Regions from separate parts of the Mus musculus genome. Here region 1 is linked to region 2. The links are chromatin contacts, called in public HiCAR-type maps. All regions are on one chromosome and are shown on one strand. Each heading gives the region's core, a stretch centred on a gene start, on an enhancer-like site or on the middle of the called end of the contact. The rest is flanking DNA. Distances are from core to core; before and after follow the strand shown.

Evidence for each region. HiCAR-type assays count read pairs that join an accessible place to other places.
Region 1: a HiCAR-type map of fibro-adipogenic progenitors shows a contact between it and region 2, with 2.9 times the contacts expected there. The contact joins the promoter of E230013L22Rik here to the enhancer-like site in region 2. A contact is called at or near these places in 2 of 39 promoter capture datasets (hippocampal neurons and maxillary cranial neural crest), 3 of 115 datasets of contacts at active chromatin or transcription factors (bone marrow-derived macrophages, extraembryonic endoderm stem cells and fibro-adipogenic progenitors) and 3 of 9 other capture datasets (adipose tissue, liver and pancreatic islet).

What each region holds. Positions count from the first base shown.
Region 1 is chr8:11,475,989-11,479,338 of GRCm38.p6, forward strand. E230013L22Rik (RIKEN cDNA E230013L22 gene) reads left to right here and starts at 1,941. Exons shown (of 2, transcript NR_126558.1): 1 at 1,941-2,695; 2 at 3,153-3,350. It overlaps Rab20 (RAB20, member RAS oncogene family), which reads right to left and starts at 2,652. Exons shown (of 2, transcript NM_011227.2): 1 at 2,340-2,652. The coding sequence starts at 2,511.
Region 2 is chr8:11,226,097-11,229,399 of GRCm38.p6, forward strand. Col4a1 (collagen, type IV, alpha 1) reads right to left here. Exons shown (of 52, transcript NM_009931.2): 25 at 854-1,045; 26 at 229-397. Among named protein-coding and RNA genes, the nearest start is that of Gm32709, 33 kb to the right of the region's middle. Within about 2 kb of position 1,550, at least 13 of the 459 cell types and tissues checked have an H3K27ac peak or open chromatin away from gene starts, as enhancers often do. A contact at or near this core is called in fibro-adipogenic progenitors, where this site is marked.

The DNA of each region.
Region 1 (3,350 bases), core at 691-3,190, 250 kb after region 2:
CTATCAGAGCACTTTAGAAAGGGGTGTGAGTAACCAAAGCATAATGGGGGCATGCCTGTACCCAGACAGAGATGGTCTGTATCCCACTTGCCTGCCCCTGGGCTACTGCACCAAGAGATATAGATAAGTTGCTTTAAAAATCAGCAAGCACCTCCTTCCACACCCAGCCACACCCAGCATGCTCCAGGTGCTAAGCATTCGGCTTTGACTTTGTCTTTTTTTGTTTGTTTGTTCTGTTTTTTTGAGACAGGGTTTCTCTGTGTAGCCCTGGCTGTCCTGGAACTCACTTTGTAGACCAGGCTGGCCTTGAACTCAGAAATCCACCTGCCTCTGCCTCTGCCTCCCAAGTGCTGGGATTAAAGGCGTGCGTCACCACGCCCGGCTTGGCTTTAACTTTGTCAAGAGTCAAACACAAACTAACCAAGTGCTATGGCTCTGACTACTGCACGTCCCAAAGCCCTCACAGGTGTGTGCCTGCCACCCCTCCCCCCAACCTGCCTGTCGCGGCAAGCTGGTTTTGGTTTGCTATGCTAAAGGGTCAATTGGGGAGAGGGCAGGGATTTTAAACAGTACACAATGCAGGAAAAGGTAACCCTTTAGGGTAGATGTTCCACACAGAATCCCGAACAATATTAACCCGTCTTCTCTGCTCCCTCCAGGCGACTGGCAGCCCAGCAAAGCAGGCACAAAGTTGGTGATATGGACCACTGTTGACTCTGTACCTTGTTCCCCTGAGCATGTGTACACAGACATCAAGAATGTGAAGAGGGGGCCTGGCCACCCGGCAAGGCTCCCGTCATCTGCCTTCACACTTAGGCTTCCAGGAACACAAAAGCAGCCGAGGAGGCCTGGAAATGAGTTGAACGGCTCCCGCCCCCACAGAGGGAATCAGCAAGTTCTCAGGCAGTGTTACAAAATCCCCTGCTGACCAACATTCCGGATTCATCATATCCTCGGCCTTGACGAAGAAAGTGGCTCCACCCACCAAATTGAAACAGCTAGCGGGGACACAGTTACCCTGTGCTGTGTCGGCCACACATCTATCGCTACTCCAGAAACATTAAGAGGTGTGGGGAAAGCTGACCAATTCTGCTTTCTCCTCTTACAAACCCAGAGCAGCAGGCAAGCCATTTAAGCCAAGCGTAGAGGCGGAGCTCTGTCGGAGGCTGGAAAAGGAGTCCAGAGTCTGACTAGTCTTGACTCTGAGATATTGCATTCATGAGTGCTCAGTGGCAGGTAGACAGCCTGAGAAAACTCGGAGGCTCTGCCTGCAACGCGGAGTAAAGACCAGAGCCAAAGGAAAGACAGGGAAAGTAGAAATCAGTCCATTTCCCACGGTGGCTAAGTAAGGAACGGGGAAGACAGAGGAGGGAGGGAAGCTCCCCAGACCTTCACTAACTCAGCTTGATCAGAATGTATTACATAGCCAACAGATTGATACGCGCAAGACAAGGAGTCAGGGATTAGGAGCGAGGCTTTTGAGTACATCACTCTTTTTTGGTTTTTCAAGACGGGTTTCTCTGTATAGCCCTGGCTGTCCTGGAACTCACTCTGTAGACCAGGGTGGCCTCGAACTCAGAAATCCTCCTGCCTCTGCCTCCCAAGTGCTGGGATTAAAGGCGTGCGCCACCACACTTTACACAACATAAAAAGTCAGAACTTGGGAGTTTCATACATTGGAAACCTCTCTCCCTGAAACTATACCATACTATTTCCGGGTTCGTTTGTTTCACTTAAAGTATCTTATTTCTTTATCATGGAAAAGGGAGAAGACAGAAGCAAATTAATCGGGAAAGTCCAAGACGAAGTTGTACACGCACTAAAAATAATTCACTACCTATCTTAAAAATGCCAGTACAGGAAGCTATTCCACTCACGTGACTTGCGCACCAGCCAAGACTCGGCACTGGGTAAATAACCGTGAGTCGAGGAGGCTGGGCGATTCCAACTCTACTTCCCAGTCGCCTTACATCCAGCAGAGTGGTCCAACGCTCTCTGACTCAGTTTCCTCGTTCATAAAGAAGTCGGTAATAGCAGCGGTGCTCAACTCCCAAGGCTGCTTTGTACACCAAAGGAGGGCACCCTGAGGGGGACATTAAAGCACCTAAGAAGCGAGAGTCGTACTGATCGGAGATCTCTCCCAGGATAACCCGAATCTTCGCGAAGACGCACAGAGTGCTGCTGAACTGGAGATTTTCTCAATCGGCAAAGCAAGGCAAGTGGGAACAGAGGTGCAATGAATGTCACAGCCCAAAGTGGAGACCCCGCGGCTGCCCACAGACGACTCCTCGACCCCGCAGAGCCCCGAAGCCCGCCTGTCCCGGCGGCGCCGCCCTCACCTGCGGTGTCCCATATGGAGATGTTGAAGGAACGCCACTGCTTCAGGTAGAAGGCGCCGCCCACGGTGCTGACCGTGTCCGGGAAGCGACGCTCCATGTAGCGCTGCAGCAGCGACGTTTTACCCACGTTCATGTCCCCCAGCAGTACGATCTTCCCATCCGGCTTCCGCATAGCCGCGGAGGAGATGACCCCTGCGCTTCTCGGTCACCCGCCCAGGATGCCAGGGGACGCGGACCCCGGCCTCCAGGGACCCCGAACTCTAGTGGCCCTGGCCTGAGATCCGAACTCGATGAAGTGCCAAAGAGGAAGCGCGCCACAGCTCTGTACCGGAGTGTGAACGCAGCCCTGCGACCACGTGGGTGCCCGGCCGCCACGCCCACCCCACGCCCCCTGGTCCGCCTAGGCCCCGCCCCCAGTCTTCTCCCAAGCCCCTTCCACACTCCCCATCACCCCTGCCTCGTTCCTATTACTCCCTATCTCTCCTTCCCCAAATTCCCTTTCTCTGCCTGCTAAATCTCAGCCCCACGCCCACCCCTCCCCATTCTTTCCCATTCCCCCTCCCTCAAGGACCGTCCTGCGTCCGTCCCTATAATCCCAAACTCCGTTCCTCCTTTATTTTTCTGCCCTTCCCAGAGCCCTGGCCCCTACCTCCCGCCCCAGCTCCTTCCCATACCTTCTCCAAGCCCTTCTCCAGCCCAGCCAGCCCTTTCCTGGAACCCCTCTCCACTGGCCCAACCCACGCCAGCCTCCCTCTTCCCGCACCCCTGACTCTAGCAGGGCTACAGTACCGCTTTTTTTTTTTTTTTTTACAGTCCCCACCCTTTGAAAGCCTGTATGTCGCCAAGTTTGGAGCCTAGGACCTGGGTCCTAAGGTGAAAGTTCCAGAGCGCCTTCCTTCGGACGCTCCAGTTCCTCCAAAAGCCCGGGTAGCCGCGGAGAGGCCCAGGACCTGGTGTTTGTCTAGTCACAGGCTCCCTTGGCTCTGTTTCGCTTCCCAGCCTGTGCCCAGC
Region 2 (3,303 bases), core at 300-2,799:
AATAGCCTCACATTTCACCTACTTCTACCTGAGGGGCTGACTTAGCCGATCTGTGGTCTCTGTGCGTGAGCTGACCCATCTGACGCAGGGGGAAATGAGGTACAGAACTCTGAAGGACTGGTCCAGTCACACCCCTCTTCCGGGGAGAAGTGAAACACTGTGTACCCTGGACCTCTGAGCCCTTGTTTCTGTGACCTTGAAGTTGCCCGTCAGGCCCTGAAGTCTCACCTGGAAGACCTGGGGACCCAGGGCCTCCAGGAAAGCCTGCTTGTCCTTTTTCACCAACAGGACCAATGGGGCCAACTCCTGGGGGTCCAGGAGGGCCGATGTCTCCACGACTACCAGGGAAGCCAACTCCTCCGGGAGGACCTCGCTCTCCTTTCAATCCTATTGAACCCTGAGGAGACAAGAGACAGAAAAGACTGTCAGATGACAATCCTACATCGTCCACAGAAAACTAGTGACAAAAGCCTAGCCAGGAGCCACCAGGGTCACAAGAGTTAACAAGTAACACCAGCATCCTTCTCCCAAGCAGTTGTCACAGCTAGAGGTCTAGGATCCCAGACTTCAAACAATGATGGGTGCACCGTTAGAATTGTTCCCATGAGGATAAGGGTAGGAAAACTCATCTATTCAGTCCCAAGACATCAAACAGCCTCAGCCATCTGTAGCCTATTATACAAGTCTACACCACTAACCCCTACATCCATTGATGTATGTTGGCTCAGGAGCCATGAAGCAAACTTATGCCATCTGTAAGGTTCCATGGTTGTGACCCAAAACATTCATTTCTCTACTCTTTGCAGACTCCCCATTTGTAAAACACGTGTTCCAACTCTGGAAATGGACCTACCGGAGAGCCTTTGGGTCCAGGGAGTCCTGGGTGGCCATCTCTTCCGGGAGTTCCTGCTCTTCCTGGCATGCCAGGCTGTCCCGGAAAACCTGGGTCTCCTTTGTCACCTTTGAGTCGCATGTCAAAAAATATCTCTCCAGGCTCTCCCTTAGCTCCAGGCTGGCCTATAAGCCCTGGTGAACCTTGTGGACCCTAGAAAACAAAGCATCTTGTGACACCAAGAACTACTGAGGGATGACGCATCAGCAGTCAGCCACCGGCTGAGGATCCGCCCTATCAGGAACCACCACACTGTTAGATGTCCTGTAGATGCTAACCAGAAACTCCACGGCCATCAGCGGCTGTCTTAGATTCCTGTACTTTGTTAGGCATTCCACCGGGATCAGAAGGGACAGGGGAACAACACTGAACCCAGCTTCCAGAAATCCTTGAGTTACTTTCCTTCCCCTAATGACTGACAAACCTTCCAGAGAACGTGTCAGCAAGTGTTGGCACACTACGCATGTGCGACTCCTGGATGCTGTATGTGAATGCTGAGGCAGCTGAGACACCCAAGATCTGGGGCCACCATTATTCACCCAGCCTGGGTGTTCCTCACTGAAGCTGCTCCGGGTTTGCTTTTTGCATTTGCAGCCACACCCCATGGTCGGGGAGACAAAGGGGCTTCCAGGGTGCTGGTGATTGGGCAGACCCAGGGAAAGGAGCCCAGAGCCAGCTCTTTAATTGGGTTTTGGGGAAGCTATTTGGACTTTCCCAAGGCTCTATTAAGAGACACACAAAAGATTTTTAGTTCCACGAAGTTGAATCTACAAAGAATGCCACTCCCTCTCCTCCAGCTGCCTTGAGAGTGGATATACACGGAGAAAATGACAACATAAGAAACAGTTCCAATTGCTTGGTCTCCTGGGATGAGAAAGGCACACCCAGCTGGGCTCACCGAGGACCTGGCAGAATCCAGACTCTCCGTAACACATTTATTTTAATCTCTTTCCATAAGCTGTGTCAAGTTCTGCGAGTGGAAGTGAATCACAAACCACTGTGTGTGCCTATAACATAAACCTCTCGGAGGGAGAGATGAGAAGACTACTTTAGAGCAAAATGTATATATACAAAAAGTATACTTTTAAAAAACGGAGACCGGGCTGGAGAGATGGCTCAGCAGTTAAGAGCACTGACTGTTCTTCCAAAGGTCCTGAGTTCAAATCCCAGCAACCACACAGTGGCTCACAACCATCTGTAATGAGACCGGATGCCCTCTTCTGGTGTGTCTGAAATCAACTATCATGTACTTACATATAATAAATAAATAAATCTTTTTTAAAAAATGGAGATGGCCTGTCACACACCCATGTGTGGCAGGACCCTTGTGTACCATTTATCACAACTCTATAAGGAAGACATGGGATTGTCAGTCTAAAAGAAAAGTGAGCCATGTATATGAGATTACCCAGCCAGGAAGTGTAAGCAGCTGGGTACGAAAGTAAGCGCTCCTGTCCACAAAGCCCATCCACTCTCCCATACTCCCTAAGCATCACTGAGGGCTCCATACTGAAGCCCCTGGCCCACACAGGGATGGGACTTGCAGAGGTTCTAGGGCCCTGCTCAAAGTCCATCAAGTCTGGGACTAATATGGAAGGGATAACTGAATTTCTTGTTCCCGGTGCTCCTCAAAGCCAAAGTGCACCGGCTGGGGACAGAGAAGATGTCACCCAGTCAACTGTGCCCTGTAGAGCCTTGGGGTCCACACATGAAGCTTTAGTGGAGGCTCACTCAAGAAGGCAAGTTCTTAGCAGCTACTCTGTGCCCATGCTATAATATTTAAATACTTAGACTAGAAATTGAAAAGTTCCATTCTTCAGAAAGGGCTCAAACACCACCATCGGCCCTAGGTACCAAGCTGAATAGTGATGCAGGCATAGAACACCTCAGCTGTGGCAGGTGGTCTGGGCTAGCCCTGAGCTAACCCAGTCCAGGATCTGGACATGGGATTGTTTGCACAAGTCTGAAGAACGAAAAACAATTATTTCTGCCAGCCACCTGCTGGAAATGTTAACAAAAGGTTGTAGAAACCTTGTTGTTTTGTCAAATGGTGAGGCTTTCTTAGTCTGTTTTCTGGAGTTAATATGCATAGATATGTAGTTATAAATCATGGAAGAAACTAGACAGTCCGACAAAGCCGTTCCTTGGACACTCGGGCCTTTTTCTACCGTGTTGTATGGCCGTCATTCCAGAAATGAGTCAATTTCATTGGGATGATGTGTCTGCAGTCATGTCCTTCCTGTATCTGAAAGGCTTTAGAAGAGCCAAGACTTTTCATCTGCTTCCTGGATGTCGGGGACAAAGAGATGCTAAGGATTTAGGAAGATAATCTTGCTTTCTCTAATTTTTAAAATGTAATATGTATGGATGCTTTGCCTATACACATGGCTGCACCATATAAGTGCCTGATA